Regions from separate parts of the Oryzias latipes genome. Here region 1 is linked to region 2. Evidence: chromatin contacts called from public Hi-C data. All regions are on one chromosome and are shown on one strand. Each heading gives the region's core, a stretch centred on a gene start, on an enhancer-like site or on the middle of the called end of the contact. The rest is flanking DNA. Distances are from core to core; before and after follow the strand shown. Region 1 holds the start of clybl (citramalyl-CoA lyase, mitochondrial). Region 2 overlaps LOC110017410 (a long non-coding RNA gene).

The links. A called contact is a pair of places that touch in the nucleus more often than the background predicts.
Region 1: a Hi-C map of gastrula embryo shows a contact between it and region 2, with 2.0 times the contacts expected there. The contact joins the promoter of clybl here to the enhancer-like site in region 2. A contact is called at or near these places in 3 of 5 Hi-C or Micro-C datasets (embryo and gastrula embryo).

Annotation. Positions count from the first base shown.
Region 1 is chr21:7,831,818-7,838,338 of ASM223467v1, reverse strand. clybl (citramalyl-CoA lyase, mitochondrial) reads left to right here and starts at 4,683. Exons shown (of 8, transcript XM_004081449.4): 1 at 4,683-4,798. The coding sequence starts at 4,698.
Region 2 is chr21:7,631,697-7,637,752 of ASM223467v1, reverse strand. LOC110017410 (a long non-coding RNA gene) reads left to right here. Exons shown (of 6, transcript XR_002872446.1): 5 at 1,218-1,359; 6 at 1,997-5,560. Among protein-coding and RNA genes, the nearest start is that of tmtc4, 27 kb to the right of the region's middle. Within about 2 kb of position 2,077, at least 2 of the 8 cell types and tissues checked have an H3K27ac peak or open chromatin away from gene starts, as enhancers often do. A contact at or near this core is called in embryo and gastrula embryo, where this site is marked.

The DNA.
Region 1 (6,521 bases), core at 3,434-5,933, 200 kb before region 2:
AGTCAATGTGTGACATGCTACTGTAAAGAGGGATTATTCATACCTCCTTCTACAATTTCTGATTGTTCTTAGTCTTCTTTTAAGGAAGATCCTGAGCAGCTTTATGGGGAAAAAAGTGTTAATATCTACTAATTACATTAAAATATGTGTAGTTTAATTTTTTCTAATTTTTACACAAAAAAAAGAAACACTCGATTTTAGTTATTTACTCAAATCAAAATGAAACGTAAAAAAACACACAATAAGAAACCAGATATTGTAGGTACCATGGGTTGTCACTGATTGAAGGATGACATTTGAGTTTTGACGTTTTTCATTGAAGATGCATTTTTTTCAAACGCGTCTTTAATGTCTGCATACTAATAAAAGTTTCATGATTAGTACGGAGTGTATCCAGTATCGCTTTATGCTAAAAAACCTTTGGTTAAAATGATGGACAAACATCATCATCCAATCAGTGATGTCCAGTTTTACCTACTTTTTCCTTTTCTCAGATTGTTTCATTTTTAACATTTAATTTGGATTTCTGGAAATTTCTCTCGTTTAAAAAAAAAAGTCTTCTTTTTTTACAGGGGTTGGAAAAGGTAGACAATATGGGACATCGCTGATTGGATAAAGATGTTTTTTGGATTTGTGCTTTGGTTTCTGTAATTTCGTTTTGTTTTATTTTTTTGTGATCTAGCGTTGAGTGTTTAACTGGTTTGGTTTGCACTTCAGGGCCACCATAGTTTTTATGATATACCTTTCTTTTCTTTTTTCCAACTTCTCCCTCCTTAATTTCAGGTTACAGCATTTTTTTATTGCACTGCTTTTCTCAACTCTCCCGGTTCTGCTCATCATTGCTGGTTCAGTAACTTGCCGGTGGATCGGGTCAGGGGCCGCGGTCGGCTCTTGTCCACCAGCTTTGGTGCCGTGAGAGCTAATGCCTTCTGACACCCTCGGCTCCATCAATCCGAGCAGCATCATTTTAGTAATGCAGAAGTCATCAAGGCCTCGGATTGCGTGAGGGCTCTCATCTGGAAACCCAAACACCCCAAGCTTCAGCAAAATCCTGTTGAGGAATACAAAAAATTAAGGTACGCATTTAGTTGCTGCTCTGTTTTATTGGATTAAGCCCCAACATTGCAGAGCGGTGTGCTTCTGCATAAATCTCTCGAAAACAATTAGGTTTCCTTGTGGGGTTGAAGATGTGAAATGTTTAATTTTCCAGTTTTGCTTGTGTTAAACTAACAGTGCTGAAACAGTTGAGGGCCCGTTGCAATTTTAGTTCAAAGGCCACAGTTTAATCTGATTGCGAAGCCTTTTTAACCAGTGAGCTGGTCTTTTCTACACACAGTGCCCTTACTTCAAGGGCACTCAACTGAATTGTTGCTTAACCCGAGCAGTGACCCTGCCACATGCTATATGCACTCTTGTACCCCAGATCCACCACTACACTATTCCCCTTGCGGGCAAGGCTTTTGCTATGTGTCAAGCACAGTCACACACGGGCGAAGGGAAATCCATGAATCTCGTGTTAAGGGAGAGGGGGGAAAAAAATAGTCAGCATCAGTGCTTACTCATCTGGTAAAAACAGAGTGATCTACAAAGTTTGTACGAGAGGGTTTTTGACGGTGCCCTGCTGCTTTGTCAGTGCAGCACATGCTGCAGGCACTGGCATCCCCCATTGCCTTCCAGGTCATTGGCCAGGCTCAGCGGGTGGCATGCTTCTAGCCCCATGAAACGTCCCTGATTCACAGCTGGATCCGTAACAAGGTATCATAGCAAATGAGTCGGTAAAACATCACTGGTTTGAAGAGCATGAGAAATTGTCATGATATCATTTGAAATTCCTGATCTTGACTGCAGTCCGCAGGCAGAGGCAAGAAATAAGAGGAAGAGACCCAGTAATGACTTTTTTTCCCCCTGTTTTTTTCACCATCTGCATCAGCTTCTCCACCTCTTGGCACCCTAACCCGCCCCCCCAAACTGATGCCCGAGGGGGTGAAATTCAAACTAATGCAAAGAGGCAATAATTAAACATCTTGTGATTCCCAGCATAGTGGCTTATAGGTGTTGTGCTCCTAAGATGAGCTCTTTATGACACATTGTCCAGTTATTGAATGTGTTTTTTGTTCTTCATTACACATGACTCATGAGTGGTCGTGAGGTGTCAGTTTGGGCTCATCCTGGTGTGCTGAGGTGATGCTGGTGATGTTTGAAAAGGTTGTCTAGAGTAAATTGAGGAGCAAGCCAAATTCTGCCACATTTATACAAAGATTTTGCCCTGATCAGTAGATCTTTCTTTTTTATTTTCATTTTTTTTTACTGTGTTTTAGAGTAGTTTTAATGTCCCAACAATTATTTTTTTCCAAATGTTTTGTTATTATTATAAACAAAACATGTGTCCATAATATTTAAATGTTACCGTTTTTTTGTGCAGCATTTACTATATATTTTGCAAATACACATTGTTGAACACAAATCAATCAGTTCTACTGTCTCAGTGAAATGAAAGGATTGTGGTTTGACCATAATAACAAGTAAGCCTTTTGCAATGAAATAAGGTACATAAACCCCTGTGATCTTTAACCTTTCTATGTTTTGGAGTACAGTTTGCTGTGAGGCCCTGTGCAGTTTTGATGGATACAAAGAATGGAAAAAAACATCAGCTCCCTCTAAAACCACAATGGAGACCTTGAATCTAAATGTCATGGTTTCATAACGGATACACTGACATTTGTGTGATGGGATTTAGCCATGGGTTAATGTAGCCATTGCTGGCACACTGCATTGATGTCCATCCTCACTTGGGCTGTGAAGTCTACCTCACCATTTTTTGGTGCCCTCACAGGAGTTTCTTTCAAAGGGGTGATTTTTTTTTTAATTTTTTATGCAGGTTTAAACCAATTATTTCTGTGATAAAAAAAAATTTAAAAAGTGTTTGATATGTAGTTTTGTTTTATATGATGTTAATGTGCCTCAGGAGCTGTTCAGATCATTCTTTTTTTTTTTTTGGTAGGGAGCTCGGACTGCGGGTGGGGGTTGATGGGGAAGGCAGGCGATCAGCATCAAAATCAGAGCCATGTAAATCTAATCAATTATACAGTTTTTCAGATAAAATGTTGGTAAATCAAAACACATTTTCCAAAAGTCACAGCATAATGAGAAATTTAAATTGGAAACAGAAACCATTTGTTTATTATAAATGCCAGGGTGAGGTGGTGTCTTGCCATCCATAAATTTTGCTATCCTTTCATATTCCTTTTATCTCGAACTACAGCTTTGGCACTCGTTCAAGATTTTAATGAACCCAGACTTCTGAGGCATCAAGGCCTAGTTATGCATTGTCCATTTGGATGGGGGAGTACAAAGAGGGACAAGGCAAAAAAAGCTTTCACCACTGAAATAATATTTTGCATTCTGTTGCTTTACATGGAGGTCATTAGGTGATGGCAATGTTCAATAACACTACAGAAGGACAGGAATGAACAAACAATTAGAATGGATCTCAGATTGACTGACAGACTGATGAGCTTTTGAAGGTTTTTTTTTGCTGTTTGTGTGAGTGTGTGCACAAATGTGACAGGGGTGGGGGGGTGACATGAATCAGAAAATACATTTTTGTGCTTCATGAGAACACAGAGAACCCCCCTGCCCTGGCCCAACCTGGTGTCGGCTGCTTTCACGAGCTCAGAGGTTCCTAGGGGAGACCAGAATGGAAGTCGAGCATCTTGCTGTGATCCAAAGAAAGTGTGCCAAATGCTATCAAAACTGGATTAGTAGACAACAATTGCGTTCGATGAACAGAAGGAGAAGGAAAGAAGTAGTTTCCAAGTAACCCATGAAAGGAATTTACCTACACCATTGCATTCCTAACTGGAGTAAGAAAAGATTAACACATATCCCTCTTTTTGGTAAATGTGAAACCTTCAAGTTTTTGACATTAATGGGTTTTAAAATTTGCCCTAAAGAAAGTCATGTCAAGTTTTGAACATTAAAGGCCTCAGGTGTTGTCAGCTAAGATTTGTAATGTAAATTTCATAGTAATTATAAAGACATTTTTTCATTTAGTTTTATCTATTTATATTGCTTTTTATTAAGTAAATTATATTAATTATTAACATTTTTACATTAAAATATAAAATAATCCAGCTACAAATTTATAGTGTTACCTTGCTTGGGTTATTTTAATTGCTAAATTTCTTACATATTACTCTTCACATTTTGATAACTTAATTGTACAGCAAGCCCACCTGAACAAAAGTTCTAATTAGATATTAATTCAACAAACGAAAAAACAAATAAATCATTTGTCATGCAGATTTAACAATGACAAACCCCTCCATGTCATTTGTTCACCACATTTGAACTTGACTGAGGGTTATGGCAGCTGACTGCTGCTGTGCCCGACAAGGCATGGATGGGGTGGCTGCTTCTCAAACAAATCTCCTTCTCATTTTTGCTCTCCAGGATAGTAGAACATCTGCCTTTTTACTTCCAAAAGAGCACGAGCAAAAAATAAAATTACAAAACAATTTATTTATTTATTAGTATTATTCATATCATTTTTTGGGGGGGACATTTATTATTCTTTACAAGTTTCTCGCCTTTCTCACACATCTCTGACCACCTGCTATGTACCATTCTCCACATGTCAGGAACGTCCGGGCCCCGCCTCCATCCTAATTTGACCAATCACGCGACTCATTTCGGACATGGGAGGAAGTCCGGAAGCCAATCGCTGCTCGCTGCTGCCATCGTCACCGGAAAACATGGCGGCGCTCATGACAGGAGCAGTGAGACAGTTGGCTCTGCAGTAAGTCAAACCGTGTTTTTACACATTTTCTTTTTTATGTACATGTTTACTTTAAAACATTACAGGCTAAACTGTTGAAACCGTGGACCGGACGTTGCTTTAGTGTTGCGGTTTTAGCTGTCGGTCATGTTGTACTTTATTTGCTAGCTCTCCACTCAAGTCAGTCAGGAGATGTTGTTTAAAATCAAATTTCTCTGCAGTATATTTATTTTACTTTACAAAAAAAATGCAATGTTTGTAACTCAGCAAACGCTAGTATGCAAATAATTTGTTTTGTCGCTTTAAATTGCACAAAGTAAATCACACGGGACCCATGCAGAATTAACATGATTTTATTTGTAACTTAAAAAAAAAGGTATAGCCAAAAAAAATTCCCTTGAAAATATGCTGTTGGAATGATAAAAACTGAATAAATTCTTAATCTTTTGCTGTGCTGCAGCAACAGCAAAAAAAACTTTGTCAACCTATAAACAGTAAACCGAGACATAAAGCTCCCATCATCAGTGTTTGGACGAGCAGCCTCAGCATTTTGCAGCTCTGTCTGTCTGCAGAGGAGCAGAGTAAAGTAACCACACAGCCATGCTGGTCAGCATCCACCGATGTCAGCTGATGGCTGTTAAATGACCCAAGGGGCTTCCTCCCACACCACTGCGCTGCTAGTTAGTTAAATCCTTTTAAACATTTTTTTCCTTTTTAAGACCCTGATAAAAAGTGTGTTTTTAACATGTTGTGGTATTTTTCTGATAGTAGAGGACAAATATTGTGAAAATTAAGCTTCATTTTGCATTTCTGAGTATTTCTTTATTCTAATCATTGTGAAGATGAAAAATGCTGTTGGAAAATCTGGATCAAAACTGGACAGCTGGATAGCTCCAATAATGCTCACCGCTTTTTTTTTTTTTACATGTTAGGTTAGCGGTGTGAGGGACTGTAAGCTGGTGGGAGAGCATGTAAACAAGATGTATGAATGGAAGGGGTGGGGCTTTCTCTGCTCCAATAGTCCCACCCACAATTTGGAGGTGCTTTTCTAATAAACTACTGCCACTTTGCAGAAACCATGTTTTAGAAAACGACACAGCGTTTTTGGCTTTGCCTAAAAGCTGCATCATCATAATGAAAAGACCACTGGGAACACGCTTACAACAAAAATATAGTCTTTAAAGACATTTCCTCCTACACTTATAAAGAGAATAGCAGACCTCCCTTTTAAAACTGTCACTTCCAAATTTATGTTTTGATTTGACAGGAAAAAAATGTGCAGAGAATAAACAGTCTTCAGTTGTGCTTAAGTGCATACATGGTTGTGTTTTTCCTTATTATAATGTACATATTTCTTATTTTACATTTAGTGTTTGAAAATAATTTGAATAATATTATTTTTAATATTAATAATATTGTTTTAATGTTTTTTGTTGTTGTTTATACATAGCTCGTATGTTAAAGTGTTTGTACAGCACGTATGTTTGTAAAGATATTTAAAAATGGAAAAATTCCTTGACAGTAGGCCAATAAAAAGACATAATCTTTTAATCCTTTTTCTATCAAGTTGTTAAATCTGTTTTTTATTTATTGAGCCATTGAGGTTGCAGAAAAATTAAACAATAATCAACAATTTTGGACATTTGAAAATCATCATTAAAAATACATATTTTATTGTCTTCTTTATTTGACTTTTTTATGTTAGAAAATCTGGGAAGAATTTTTTTTTACTTGACCTATTTAG
Region 2 (6,056 bases), core at 828-3,327:
ACTTGTCCACCACCTACAGTTGGAAAAGGCTTGGTGCGAAATGTTGAAGATGTGCAAAACTGGTATATCTCGGTGAAGACTTTTTTTTAACAATCTTCAATCGTCATATAATTCCATCCGGGCATAGACTACAATTATTCATTTCTCCCCCATGATCAACTGTTGGCACTTCTGTGAACTCAAACGCCATCCAATTGCCACTAGTAACCCTTTGGCTATCCTAGGCACTTTAACATTGGTAGTTGGGTCATCTAGACCCACTAGACAGTTCTCCGAACCTTTTTTCTTCAATGATTTGTGATCTTCACTGGTGTCCATGGATTACATGAAATCTTTCCACCTTTATCCACCTTTGTCATGGTAGGGAGAACACGTCAATGTAAGGGTGGGGTCATCTAAGATAGCACAAGGGTTAAGTCCAAATGGTTTAACTTTTAACACACGTTCAATTGCTGCAAATTTTGGACGTAAATCTCAAAAACTGACTTAAAACCTTGTGTAGCGACCGTGAATGTGAGTTTTGAATGCAGAAGCCCATAATGGGCATGTAAATGCAAAAACACGGACTTTTCATTAAAAGTAATCGCTTGACGAAAGAAGTGTAAACGTAGCTTCACAGTACAAATCGTTTTGGATTTCATTTGGCTTGTTAAACCTAAAATATGTTTTTTTCTATTTTACTTCAAAAACTGACTCTTAAAGAAAGTAAAAAGATTTGTTTCAAGAAAAATTGTCTTATCTTCTGTCTTTCAAGAAAAATAATCTCATTTAGGGTGTATACTAGAATTCTTTCTTACCCAGTTGGCAAAAAAATTTTTTTTTTTGCTTATTTAAAGAAAATCTGCCAATGGGGTAGGAATTTCCAGCTCTGTTTGAAGGAGTCTGTTTTTGCAGTCTACATTTTGAGGAAAGGTGTTTAAATGGCTTTTAGCCGGTAGTATAATATCCAGCACTTCTCTGCCCTTAGTGACCGGATTTCTCTTCTGGCTCCAAGTCCCTTTTCCCTTTCTTCTCTTTTCCCCTATGCCTCAATCTCATTGCAGTTTTTCAACTCGGGAACAAAAGCTAAGTGTTTAGCTGTGAGCCAGATCAAGGGCCTGCTTTTTCCTCACAGGAAAGGTGGAATAACAAACATGGCCGACACTGAAATCGACCATACCTTCTGTCGGCTCCAGACTCCCACATCTGTGCTGCACCTCTCTCTGTCTCCCACACAGCTGCTTCTGGGGCTGAGGAGGCTTCAGCCCAGCGCCTCCGAGCTCCCATTGCCTAAGGGTCCCCTGGGATGCAGCTGACTGGCACCCTGACTGCCAACCAGATGATGGATCCTACCAGGAGAATTAGACATGACAGGGGGAGGTGAGAGTCTAGGAGTGGCCACCGTTGAACCCGAGGACGAGGGGCAGATTGGGTCAGCTGCCTCGGCCCTGTTTGTGCCTGTGCTTGTATGCACGTTCATGCAAATGTTTGCACACAGATACTCAGCGTGAACGACTTGCATTCAAATGGCCATATCTGTGGGTGGTTATTTTGGCACATCAAGCCTCTCTTTCTTCTTTTTTTTTTTTTTCCTCTTAGTTTTTCACTTCAGTCACATTCTCCATCTGGACCCAAAGTCTTTCATTAGCTGTATCCATTTTACTTTGAAAGCTGACAAAATATCAGCTGCGTTGACTTGTAATGTTTGTCATGTCTGCTCGGGGGCCTCCCAAAATTCTGACAGATGCCAAATGACACATGTTGAAGCTGAAATTAATGAAAAGGGGAGATCTCAATGAAGGGAAATAAAATCTTTCGGTGAGATTTTGGCACTTTCGTTGCCTATTTTTTAATTTGTATTTATTTGAGTAAACAGACCAGCTGTTCAGAACAGGTAAACCTTCAGCCTCTTGAGATCTGTGAGTACACATTTATTGGGGGGGAAAGGGAAAGAAAAAGAAAAACTGTACCTTCTGATGGGCTAAGCATATTGTTTTGTCATTTCTGGCACGACCAGCTTGATCTTGTGATACCAGCTGGATAAAAGCTTCATTCTTGCCCCGCGGCGTCCCGCTGTGCCATTGCCTCAACCAGACACTGTGATGGTAAGTGACTGCTGTAATTGTTCTACTTGTACCTCCTACTCTTCAGCCATCCAACTGGCTCCTACCCCCTGGTTGTGCCACATTTCCCACATGGGCCATCTTGGCATGAACCCCAATACAGGGTTGACGGCATCAAACAGTTTGATGCCGTCAGGTAAAGTCTCTTCTGAAAAGCGCTCACTGGCCTTTACAGTAATTGTCCTCTTTTTATGAAATTATTTAGTGCGAATAAACAGAATTTGATTGTGATTGCCGGCTCACAATGATTGCAATTTAATTTTGTGACGATAAAACATTTAAATGCTCCCTTTATTCCCATTCCGTCCCGGATTTTTCCTTTGAGATAATTCAGTTTGACCTATTTCTATTAAATCAAGCTTTGGAAAAATATGAGATTTGATGTGAAAAATCCGAATGAATCAACCCCATCATCGTTTTTTTTCCCCCTTTTTTCTAAAACTGTATTTTCTCCATCGTCATCTCGGAGAGATTATGCATGCTCTTAGATACGCCAGTTGCCTCATTTAGCACCCCACAAACCAGCACCCCCCTTCAACCCCACTGTGCCCACAGACACATGCACGCATGCACATGAGAGCAAATGGAGGAGAGGAGGGAAACACGCAGAGAGGATTGCTTACTGTACTGTACATCAAATATTAATCTGTTTACTATAGAAAATAGACTTATCTTTGCCCAATCTGTTTGAAGTGACAGGATCGGCCCTTGTCGTGTAATGGGGACTCTTTACTGTAAATGAATGACTCCAGCTACTCACTTGAGTCTCTTTTTCATTCAGTCTCAGTGGAAAGGCGTCTGCTTTAATTAGGATCGACTCTGATTTTTTTAAATTTTTTTTTGCTTTTGGGTTTTTGTGCTGAAAGCCTGTATTGGACTCTGTCGGTTTGCTTTTGTAAGGCATGTCATAGAGCGAAGAGAGGAGGAGCAGGGGAGCAAAACCCAGAAGAATTGTGAAGAGGAGCAAGCTGTGTCTGAAAGAAAAAGGGGCTTAAAGAAGACGTAAAAAAAATATACAATCCACACATTATCATATACTTTTAGCTACAGGCAGCCAACAAACACAAAGGCGCTTGAACACGCTTTAAAACATGCGCGTGCAGAATACACTTCAAGCTCAACACTATTGGGTTTTTTTCCTTCTAGCTTAAGCAAGTCAGTCATTCAAAGGAAAACCTCTAGCATTTTCCTGTTATTTTTTTTTAAAGATCCTTTGCAGGTAAATGAATAAATGAATAAACAAAGCACCAGGTGAACATTTATATGCACAAAAAAGTGAAAGAGCAGGGAGCCAGGCCAGCATCTCAGCCAGAGGTATGTTGCCATCTTCTGGTTCTGACGCCAAACTTCAAGGACAGAGATGCATTTTTCGGCTGACCCTCTTTAGATCTCAATTTTTATACATTAGGTGTTCAGAATACACAAGCAAGAAGGTTTTTTTTCTGTCTTCCATTCAAACTTTTAATTAGAAATTAAATATAAGTACATTACGTAAAGAAATCTTTTGGGGAAGTCACCTTTAACCCTTATAAACACAATACAAGGGTTAATATAATATATTGAAGCTTTCACTTTGGCATATACACTCTGATGAATGATGTCAAAAGTGACTTTTCCAGACTTTAGAGCGTGCCTTGTTCATCTCATTTGCATGTACCATCATCCACATATGCCCTCCTTTTTCTCCACTGCCCCGAATGTGATCTGTGCAGTTGCAGGGTGTTAATTGGCTTGGCCCTGCAGTGTGTACGTGCACATGTGTGTGTCAGTGTCTCAGCACGAATGTTTGTGTATGTATATGTCAGCATGTTGACAGCGTGAGCAGTGTCGGAGTCTCTCACGGAGGCTCCAGCACATGTGGCTCTCTTCCAGTCTGCGCGGCTCTTTCCTCTGGTCCTAACATGTGCTCTGTGCCTCCCTGTCCCTGCCCAGCCCTGCTGGGCTCTGTTAGGCCCTGTCTGCAGTGGACCAGTCTGTTCCTGCTGCTAAAATGTGAAAATCGCTGAAGTCCCAGCATTTCAGTAGAAATACTTGTCATCTAATCCAAAGGTTTTTCAAAAATTGTGTCAATTTCGACCAAAATTTCAAAAAAGGTACCTTTGTTTTACACTCATTTCCTTTTTAGTCACAAAAATGCTAAAAAATAAAAAGACATATTTTTGTGTTGGCAATTGGAGTTTAAATCTTCACAAATATTTTCTGAATATTCATCTGTTTTATGAGATTTTCTCACAAACTCTTGTGGCCTTTTCTTTCATCCTATTATTCCACTCCCGGGACTGACTTTGCAGCATTTCCCTGCTCCGTTTTATTAATCTAAAATCGCATTTTTCTAAGTTGTTTCTTCCAAAAGGTCAAGTGGGTGTTAGATGGATCTGCCACAACGGTCAGCAACATTAAAAACTTTATTTCCTTCTCTGTTAAAAAGCACGTTTGTGTCTTTTCTCAAGCTGTCTTGTCAGTGATCTCTTTTTTTTTTTTTTGTATGTGGTCTTCGTGTGGTGCTGAATGAGCGGGGAGCCAAACAGACATGCCCCAGAAAATGCCAGAGAGTGACCGACACAGCAGCCAAAAGACACACTAACTCACACATTGCTGCCTCTGTTTCTTCTTCTTCTTCTTTTTTTAACTTGATTTGTCCTCACTATTCCTCCTTGCTCCTTTTTGCCTGCGGCAAGACAGCTGTGTCCGTCAGGGCTTGATGCCTGTGACATGGGTCACACGCTAAGAGCCCACCTGATCATGACAGCAGAGAAACTCATCTGGTTGTTTGTAAAGGAAAGATACTTTTCTTACACTGCTATTATTTTTATTTAGTTATTTCTGAAAAGCAAATTGTCTTCTGCTCCAAAAAGAGGCATACACAATTAAATGAAGTAACCATCAAGTTAAGAAACAACAATAGATTAAATTGTTTATGTAACATTTTTTTTTTAATTATAATGTTGTTACTATTAAAGCAATTAGTTTAACACATAGCAAAGGGAGAAATTTTAAGTTGTTAGGATTTGCACATTTTAAGGTTTCTGAGTATTTAAACAGCAAGGTAGTTAACTTTCTTGGTACAAGTTTTGATTTTTTGGAAAAGCAAAAAATGTTTATAAGTTCAAAATGTTAACAAAATAAAATCTGCTTGTCTTTATTTTGAGGAAATGTTTTTTTCTCTGAATAATGTAACTTTGATTTGTATCTTTAAAATTACCTGAAAACTGTTTAGTTAAAGGTAAAAACAGTTATGAATAATTGTATTCTGTTAAAAATAAGTTTCAAAGACTAAAATAACACAGATTTGTACAAAATAAAATGTATACAAACACATTACTTTGAAAAATGTCAGTTAATTCATTTTAGCAAATGCTGTTTACATTTGTATTGAAATGTATTGATTTACTGTAACATATTATAGCACAAGATTTATGTCCTCTGAAATGACAGTAAAAAACAAATGCTTTTTAAAAGTAATGTATGTTTAGATTACTTAAAGTGTAGTAGCGGTGAGGCTTTATTTCCACTTTTGAGTCAAAAGTTCACTTAGTAATTGTGTTTCTTTTTCCTTCTTTCATTTTCATGTTTAATTCCAAATTAAAGGAATCCTCCTGTTGGCAATCCATCATGTGGAGCTGTATTTACAGTGAAAATATTGTCATATATTGCAACAGCTGCTCCAATTCACTTAATGTGGGGCTTTAGGGAGCACCTAAAAGCTTTGCTCCAACAGTTTTTGGTTCTTTAAAGTCAGGGAACTGGATACCCCCTCCCAGATCTTGAACACTGTCCCAAAATAAACGCTGTGGTCTGGAGGTTAGTTCACGGAGCACTGTGCAGCCTGAATACTGAAATCTATACCGCTTCAATGATCAATCTCTCTTTCCTCCCCCCTCCAATCCCCTTGTTCATTCACCGCTTTCTTTTCTGCGTCTCCCACTCCTGAGCAGCCATTGAAACTTTGCGGCA